Linked DNA regions of Sus scrofa: region 1 is linked to region 2. The links are chromatin contacts, called in public HiChIP or PLAC-seq maps. All regions are on one chromosome and are shown on one strand. The core of a region is the stretch at or near the end of the contact, and the rest is flanking DNA. Distances in the headings are between cores, read along the strand shown. Region 1 overlaps LOC110257731 (a long non-coding RNA gene). Region 2 has its middle 77 kb from the start of FANCB.

Region 1 (4,450 bases), core at 430-2,929, 460 kb before region 2:
CCTCAGGCAGGGGACATGGGGCTTTACCTCTCTTGACTTCCCTTCAGCCCTGACCTGTGACGTCTCCTCCATGCCCAGGAGAGCGAAGCCCAGAAACTCCAGGTCTGCTTTCCATACTCGGGTTCCTGATCCGATTCCTTGGTGATGTCATTGGGAATGACCAGCCCCCACTCACCAAAGCATGGATTACACTACGGCCACAGGAGGTCTGTCAGAACAGATGGCCTGGCAGCCCCCAAATATCAGAGGAATGCACCAGCAGAGGCATGATAAGGGGGCCTTCTGGTAGATGTAATGTGGAGGTTGGTTCTGCTGAGTCAGGCACAGGCGCTCCCGGGTCTTCCTGTGTCTTTCTCCAACTCCACCCTGCAGGTTTGGCTTCCACCGTGGACTCCTCTTGATGAGGAAATTTTTGAACATTCTTGGCACCGGTCTCCTCAGTGTAGAAAAGGGCCCACCCTTCACGGTGTATCCTTCATGATGGGCTGGAGGAGAACATTGTACACCTGACACGCCCTCCAAGACATTTTCATCCCCTTCAAGTGTATAAATTCTCACTGATTTGACAAGATTGATTTTCTATCCTTTGCTTTACAAAATCCATTGTGAGGCTGAAGCAAATAAAATTGATTTCCACTCACTTTTCTTCCCACTCAGGGCCTCTTTGCTCCCTCCTGATGATATGAGATTTTTCAACTTTGCCCTTTTGAAAAGCTTTTTTTTTTTTTTTTTTCAAACTGGCCTATGTGGGAATTTTAATGTGATGTTTTAGGTGTTTACGCATCATGGATTTATATGATAACTCTGTTGGACACCGAAGTTTTTATGTTGTAAACACTGGACTAGGACCATGGAAATTGGGGATGGTAGATCTGGCTTTTTGTTCAATTCACCTGTTGTGCATTTGCCTTATGAGTGCACTTCAGAAAGCCTCCAGAAATTCCTTCCTCTGAGTTTCATTGTACAGAACCAAATGTAGTGGGTCTGCATTGTACTCTTCTACATAGGATATAAGAAACGTCCTGTGTCTTTTAGTTCTCAAGTGAATTTAATTGGTCCCACACCACTATAAGCCTGGCTGGAAATTCAGCCTCAGTCATAATATGGATCCCACTGGAGGGTTAAGCAGAGATCTCAAGGGTCTTATGTTGCCCAGAACATGCAAGGAGGGGCTCCCAGTCTTAGGTCTAGGTGCCCACAGATGAGAGTTGTTGTCCTGGCTCACGGGGTTCCTTGGACGCAGGAGGCTCTGTGGCAACCATGTGACCTAATGCTCAGACAGAGGCTGGGCGCCCTAGTGCTTGGAACCCAGCCTCCTTAGAGAGACCTGGTAGCAGTTCTCTCTTAATGCTGCACCACTTCTTCAAGCTGTTGTGTGGGAAGAGGTCAGGAGCACATGCTTATGGCAGCCACCCAAACACCACATCCCCTTTTGGTCTTAGGGAATTAATGTCTCCATGTCAGCAAGTTCCACCTTAGGTCTCCCAAGTGTTCTCTCCCTTCCAGCTCTTGGAAAGCCTAGCCTGATCCCCTCAGTGAGTTTCAGAAATCCAAACCAGGAAGGTGGGCATGTCACTCAAAATGTGCCTGCCCTTAGGAATCCCTGCTTCCAACCTCACCTCATACATGTTTGTGAGTCTGGGGAAGTCCAGGCTTGAGTAGTTCCTATTTTCCAATGAAACAGGAAGAGTGAGTATGAAGTTAGATGGAAAGGATGGAAAATGCTTATTGCCTAGAGTAGGAAATTGAATTCTATGAGAGAACCATGGTAGGATTGTTAGCTATGCAGTGTATTCACAAGAGATCTGTTCTCATGATCGTGTTTCTTCTCCAGCCACACTCAGTGTGCAGGTGCAGCTGTGACATGGGTGCAGAGCTGCGAAAGAGAGCCAAGGGAGTTGGAGGAGTACTCAAGGGTATGTCTAAACTGGGCAAGGAAGGATAGGAGGACATGGGAGGACAGGGCTTGTGGATAGTTAAAAAAATTGGTAGGGCCAATGGACTGGAAGTCCCAATGACCTCAGTGAATCAAAGAGCTGTTGGAATTGGAGTCAAGAGTACATGGGTTAGATCAAGGGGGATTGATGGTTGGTAAGAGGCTCAGAATCAAGATTTGGGGTGTAGTTTTGTTACTGGAGATGATAGACCCTGGGTCAAAGTGGGTGGATTAAGGAGACGATCATTGGAAGTGAAGGCTGCAGGAGACAGAGAAGTGAGAATGTGAAATGAACTATCTTCTCCGTGAGTTGAAAAATCATCAAGAACAATGACAAGCATAAAAGATTAAGGGGAAGACAGCTAGGTCTAAAAACCAGACATTTGTTGATGACCATAACAAGGAGAGGTGGTGGGTTGAATCCTCAGATTGTATACATTAAAAAAGACATAGATTTGAGGGAGAAGAGAAATGATCGGGAACAGAGGTTTGTAAAGAGTGACTGCCAGACCCAATCCATCTTGCTTCTATTTTTTTGTTTTATTAATCTTGCCTCCTATTTTTGTAAAGTTTTATTGGAGCACAGCCATGTCCATTCACTTACATATTCTCTACATCTGCTTTTGTGCTATGTCAAAGTTGAATAGTTATGACAGAGGCCATAAAGCCTGCAAAGCCTAAATTACTTGATATCTGGTCCTTTATAGAAAAAAAAAGTTTGCTGATCACTGAACTAGAATTAGCAATGAAGAATATTAACCTCATAGTGAAAATAAGCACAATTAATATCACAATAACATGTCAAATCTCTTTGTTCCTTACAGGCTAGATCTGCTCTAGGTCACCAGATCAACCATTTTGACTCTAATAGGTTTTTTTTTTTTAAATAATGAATCAACCTATTGGATGGCTGCAATGGCAGATTGGCTGGCTGCTTTAACTTTGCGCATGGATATATTTTTCCATAAAATATATCCATAAAATATAGCCGGTGTACATGATTTTAGCGTATGAAATGTACAGAGGTAAATTTCCTGTGCCAAGGCCAGGTGGCCATTTATTCAAACATAAACTGTGGGCCATAGCACTACCCTATGGTTTGTTAAAGTACTGAGTAAAGATCCTACTGGATCAGTCTTCCACCAAGGATTTCCTATTCTAGTTTACCTTGTTCATTGTTACTAACCTTAAGAATGGGAAGCTGGCTTACATGACTTTGCCCAGTATAATGAGACAGTGACCACTCATATTCCTTCTCTGGAAAATTTCATTCAAGCAATAAAAAGACTCAGAGAATGGTCAACTGAGTCAAGTAAATGGTGGGGCACCAGAGGAGGTATTCATGTATGCCTGTTGTTAACCTTCTTGAAATTAGCTTTTTTGATTCCTGCTCTTCCTGGAAACTGAATTCTGTACAGCTTCTTCCACGAGATCTTTGCCCTTTTACTTAGACTAGCTTGAGCAGATTCTATTCCTTAGAACTGAATAATTACTAAAGCAGTCTGAGTGCTAAGTTCTTGGTCATAAGGGGGTCCATTGCCTTGTCTCAGATTAAGATGTGTTCCTCAGGGCAGTCATCCTTTGTACCCTTGGTCATAAGGAGAAAACTATATGGAGGTAGCAGCACAAATGCAAACTAGTCTTTACTCTTAGGAAGGCACAAAGCTGACAGAAGCCAAGTCCATTGGTATGCTTTTTGTAACAGACTTTTCTTGTCTTCATAGCAAGGACTGATACTCACATATCAAGAACCACTGGGGTTATCTGTCACTCAAAGATAGCCTAGGGATTCTTGCCAACAAAGCTCAAAGTGAGCATTTGAGGTACAAATGATTTCCTTGGAAGGTTTTTCTGAGCTGGAACATCGCCTTGGTCATTTTCCTTCCCGCCTTTTCCAGGACTGACATTGACTGTGGTGTTTGTAGAAACGTATTTCAAATGTGGTTGTATCAGTTATGCTCTGAACCTGTCAAACTGCAGTGATTGAAAAAAAAACACATTAAAAAAATGCCTCCAAGCCCTTAGCTACTGACAGTTGCTGATGGAAACAGGCCCTGTTGTGCCCTTTGGCTTATTAGTAAGTCCTCCTGATCCAATCACTTCCTGTGTTAGATGGTTTTAGTGAAAATGTGTTTTGCTGTTTGGGATTTAGAGGCAAAAGAGAGGAAGAAACAGATATGTGTTCTAGTACCAAATGATGTGAAAACACTACACCAGAGATGTAGAAAGCTTTTGCCCCATGGAAATCCTGATGTCCCTGATTCCAAGGATCTAAGTAGACTCTGTTTTCTTTTCTTTTTTTCCTTTTTTGCTTTTTAGGGTGGCACCTGCAGTATATGGAGGTTCCCAGGCTAGGGGTTGAATTGGAGCTGAAGCCACTGGCCTACGCCAGAGCCACAGCAACCCTGGATCTGAGTTGTGTCTGCAACCTACACCACAGCTCATGGCAACGCCGGATCCTTAACCCACTGAGCAAGGCCGGGGATCGAACTCACAACCTCATGGTTAGTAGTT
Region 2 (4,700 bases), core at 1,904-4,403:
CTGATGGAGAGTGATGACTCATCATAAGACCAGAAAGAACATTTATTTCTCCCTGTTGGCTTGTTGCAAGTCTGCTGGGAGTGAATTTTATTAAAGGGAAATTACTTTCACTGTCATAATTCCTTATGTTATTAAGCATCATTACTAATTGTTTTTTTTTTTTTTGGCTCAGTTTATTTTTTTCTGAGGAAATAATGTTCTTCTGAACAATGGCAAGCAAATAAAATCTCCTCCTTGTGAAATGTCAGCTCTCTTTCAAAAAAAAGCGGGGGGGGAGTTCCCATAGTGGCTCAGCAGTAACAAGCCAGACCAATATCCATGAGGATGCGGGTTAGATCCCTGGCCCCACTCAGTGTGTTAAGAATCCAGTGTTGCCGTGAGCTGTGGTGTAGGCCGCAGACATGGCTGGGATCTGGTGTTGCTGTGGCTGTGGTGTAGGTCAGCAGCTATAGCTCCAATTTGACCCCTAGTCTGGGAACTTCCATATGCTGTAGATCCAGCCCTAAAAAGACTATATATAGTCTATATATATATATACACCTCAGCTTTCTTCGTCAGACTGAGACAATATATTCCAGAGGTTAAGTCAAGGGCTCTGCGTCAACTGTGTAGCTTTGATGAATTCCTTACCCACTCTGAATTCCAGGTTCTACATCTGTAAGATGGGATCAAAAGAGAACTCAGCTTATAGTGTTGTGGTATTAAATGAAATACTGAAACCAAAATACTTTACACAGGTCCTGGCTCTAAATGTAAATGCTCAATAAAATGTTGCCACCACCACTACCATGTTCATATTGAAGAAAAGTCCTTTTTCAATGGCGTAATACCATTATTTGTTTGAAGAAAGATTGCCTTTGCTAGGGTATGGATGATTTCTCTGGGTCTGCAGATACAACATAGAAAGTGAAACTTCCCAAGATGAATTGTGTTCCTTCTTATGTGATTTAGGGCCTCATCATCCCTTACAATTATGCTCTCCAACATGGTAGCCACTAGCCACATGTTTTGGGCCCTCCAAATATAGCTAGTGTAACTGAGGAACTGAATTTTTAATTTTAATTAATTTTCATGTGTATCAGTCGAAACTTAAAAAGCTGCTTGTGGCTAGTGACAATCAGACTGGACAGCATTGTGTTTCATCATGCTGGAGTTGGAACTTGGCAAATCTTTGCCATCCGATGCCCTATTAGGCTCTGCCAGTAGAGGGCACTAAAGAGACCCTTCAAAGTTGGGAGGAAAAGGGATCTGTTCCTTCTAGTCCACTTTCATTCCTTGTCAGTTAGTGTCACCACAGCAGTGGTTCTTCACTCCAACAGTGGCAGTCGGTTTCAATATTTGCCACACTCCCAGAACTAGCCCATTTTACCCCTCAGAGATAGCAGGGCAGTACTCACCCTTTACACCCATGCCCCCGGGTCTGGGCTCCAATTCCATGGGCTCTTCCTCCAAACTTTAAGTTCTGGTGACTCTTACCTTTTATATGGGGACAGGTTGCTGCTTTAGTTTTCTCTTTTTGTCTTACTGTTTCTCTGACAGCAGTTCAGTCAGTTCTCTACATTAAATCTTTTCATTTGCAGTACCTGGCATGGTATCTGTTTTCTTGCCTGGACCATGACACCAGCTTCCTACAATCTCAGTCCACATGGAGTATATTCCCGCTACTTTAGCCCAATGAAGCTCCAGGCCCACAACTTCACCTAGAACTTCACCTGTGACACAGGCTAGGCAGATTTTCCTTTTCTGCTAATTCTTAACCTCACCTTTTAGCCAAAAAGTTTTAAGGTTTATTTTAGCCATACCACCTTCAACTTCAGTTTCAGTTGCTTTTCTCACTGGATCTCAGTTTTTACTCTTATGTTAATTTTCCATTTCCTTTAAATTGGGTTTTTAATTAGTATTATTATTTTTGCTTTGTCTTTTGGTTTTCTTCTATCTTATTCTCAATTTCCTCATTTAAAATCTCAGCTATTTCATTTATATTTCCTTTCTGTTATTTATTCTGATGGGTATATTAAAAAAACTTTAAAAGGAACAAATTTATTTTTAATTTATCGATTTAAGTTTCTTTGCTTCTTTTTCTTTATTTTGTTTTGTATATGCTTAAATTTTTAAAAAAACATGTAACATGTAGCACGTAACATATTCATATAACATAAAATTTACCATCTTAACATTTTTAAGTGCCCAGTTCAGAGGTATTAAATACATTCACATTGTTGTGCAACCACCACCGCCATCCATCCCTGTAACTCTTTTCATCTTGTAAAACTGAACCTCTATACCCATTAGACAATAACCCCCTTTCTCCCCGCCTGCCCCCACCTCTTGGCAATCACCATTATATTTTCTATCTTTACGGTTTTGCCTGCTGTAGGTACCTCATATAAATGGAATCATACAGTATTTGTATTTTTGTGACTGGCTTATTTCTTTCAGCATAATATCCTCAAGGTTCATCCATATTGTGACATATTACAGAACTTCCTTCCTTTTTAAGGCTGAATAATATTCCATTGTGTGTTTATCCATTCATTTTTTGATGGACACATGGGTTGGTTCCACATTTTAGCTATTGTGAGTAATGCTTCTAGGAACATGGATGTACATCATAGAAGTTTTAAATGACTTTTCATGAGAAAAGCAGACACTGAGTCCCCAGAGATAATGCTTTAAATGCTGAGAAAAATGGAGGTTTTCTTTCCTCTCACTTCCTGGCATTTACTTCTCTAACTCCCCCTAATGGATCTCCCAGCCTGGGTGAGGCATGTTCTACCAAGAAGTTCACCAGGTAGTTACAGAGTCCATATAAAAGTTACCTCTCCTTGGAGTCACAGTCCTCATTTTGCCTTTGACCCATTTTCTTCATTCAAATATTTTGCATGCTGACATTTCACACCATTCAAGTCATTGGGCTCTAAATCCATGATCTATCAAATATATTATCATTGGATTCTGGACAAATCCTTCTGGCATCACAAACCTGGAGAAGTTGGTACTAAGGAGGTGGCAGCCAGGGTATGGCTATCTCATGGTGTTCTTAGGTGGTAATGAACTTCCTTCTTTTTTTAGGGCTGCACATGCAGCATATGGAGGTTCCCAGGCTAGGGGTCGAATCACAGCTACAGCTGCCAGCCTGCACCACAGCTCATGGCGAAACTGGATCCACGACTCACCGAGCGAGGCCAGGCATCAAATGTGCCTCCTCATGGCTACTAGTCGGATTCGTTTCTGCTGTGTCATGATGGGAACTCCCAGTAATGAACTTCTCGATACCACTAGAGAACCCATAAGAGATTATGTTGCTGCTTCTCTGCTTCTTGGACAATTTTACCCAGTCTGCTTCCTGCCTACTTATTACAAGGCTCTTTCTCTTCTCACTTTCTCTCTCTCTTTTTTTTTTTGCCCCACGTGCAGGGCCTGCCAAAATTCCCGGGCCTGAATTGAACCCGTGCCGCAGCGGTAACCAGAGCCGCAGCAGTGACAGTGCCAGATCTTTAACCTGCTTATGCCACCCGGGGACTGTAACCTCTCCTCACTTTCTTATCAGGGACATGGAAAGACTCATTCAAGGTACACTTTTCCTCAGCTCCCTTCCCTTGCCACAAAGGCCAAAGAGAGACTAGGTGAAACAGGCATTAGCACCAATAGGAGTTTAAAAATAGTTTGTTTCCTTTTGGAGAGGTTCTTTGGCTTGTCAGATTCCATTCTTGGCAACTGATGACAAGGTTGCTTCTGTGTCTTGGCTATTGTAAACAGTGCTACAGTGAACATGAGGATGCATGTATCTTTTTGAATCAGAGCTTTCATCCTTTCTGGATAAATGCCCAGGATGGGGATTGCTGGATCATATGGTAGTTCTATATTTAGTTTTTTTAAGGACCGTCCACACCATTCTCTGTAGTGGCTGCACCAGTTTACATTCCCACCAACATTGTAGGAGGGTTCCCTTTTCTCCACAACCTCTCCATCTTTTGTTATTTGTAGACTTATTAATGATGGCCATTCTGACCAGTGTGAGGTGATACCTCATTGCAGTTTTCATTTGCATTTCTCTAACAATTAGTGACGTTGAACATCTTTTCATGTGCCTGTTAGCCATTTTTTGTCTTCTTTGAAGAAATGTCTATTCAGGTCTTCTGCCCATTTTTTGATTGGGCTGTCTTTTTGCTATTGAGTTGTATGAGCTGTTTGTATATTTTGGATATTGAGCCTTTTATACTCTTCCCTTTCGGGTCAAAATCTCTTCTCACAAATATCCCCCTGCTTTTTGCTCTTATAATTTAATAAATTCCTCAGGGTCTCCCTTCCCTAGTTTGGTTCCACCCTCAGCTTTTCCCCCAATGTACACTGGAGTATGACTGTGGTTACTGACGGAGTGACAGTGACTGGTGGGCTACAAAATATTAATTTTGTTCCATGAGAGCACAGGCCAGGAAATAAGAGTTTCTCTAAGCAAGGGGAGAGGAACTGCTCTGCAGATACAGGCGGCCCAGTAGAAAGCACTTCATGGGAGGGTTGGGGGTTGAGGGTACTCCTCAAAGTGTTCCAGATGTTTCCAGTCAAATTGCTGGAATTGCACTTTTTCTAGGTCCCTGCCTTCACTTACATCAAAAATGTGGCAAGGCTGTGAATCCAACTGACACTATAATTCAGCAAAAGCAAACTTGGATTTGATCAGACTCAAAGTCTGAGTTAGA

The links. HiChIP or PLAC-seq counts read pairs in DNA pulled down with a chosen protein or histone mark.
Region 1: a contact with region 2 is called in an H3K27ac HiChIP or PLAC-seq map of alveolar macrophages. The contact joins two enhancer-like sites. A contact is called at or near these places in 1 of 47 Hi-C or Micro-C datasets (embryonic fibroblasts) and 1 of 2 datasets of contacts at active chromatin or transcription factors (alveolar macrophages).

Annotation. Positions count from the first base shown.
Region 1 is chrX:11,790,355-11,794,804 of Sscrofa11.1, reverse strand. All of the region lies in intron 1 of LOC110257731 (a long non-coding RNA gene), which reads left to right. Among named protein-coding and RNA genes, the nearest start is that of ASB9, 35 kb to the left of the region's middle. Within about 2 kb of position 1,679, at least 2 of the 83 cell types and tissues checked have an H3K27ac peak or open chromatin away from gene starts, as enhancers often do. A contact at or near this core is called in alveolar macrophages, where this site is marked.
Region 2 is chrX:11,329,509-11,334,208 of Sscrofa11.1, reverse strand. No RefSeq gene overlaps it. Among named protein-coding and RNA genes, the nearest start is that of FANCB, 77 kb to the left of the region's middle. Within about 2 kb of position 3,153, at least 1 of the 83 cell types and tissues checked has an H3K27ac peak or open chromatin away from gene starts, as enhancers often do. A contact at or near this core is called in alveolar macrophages, where this site is marked.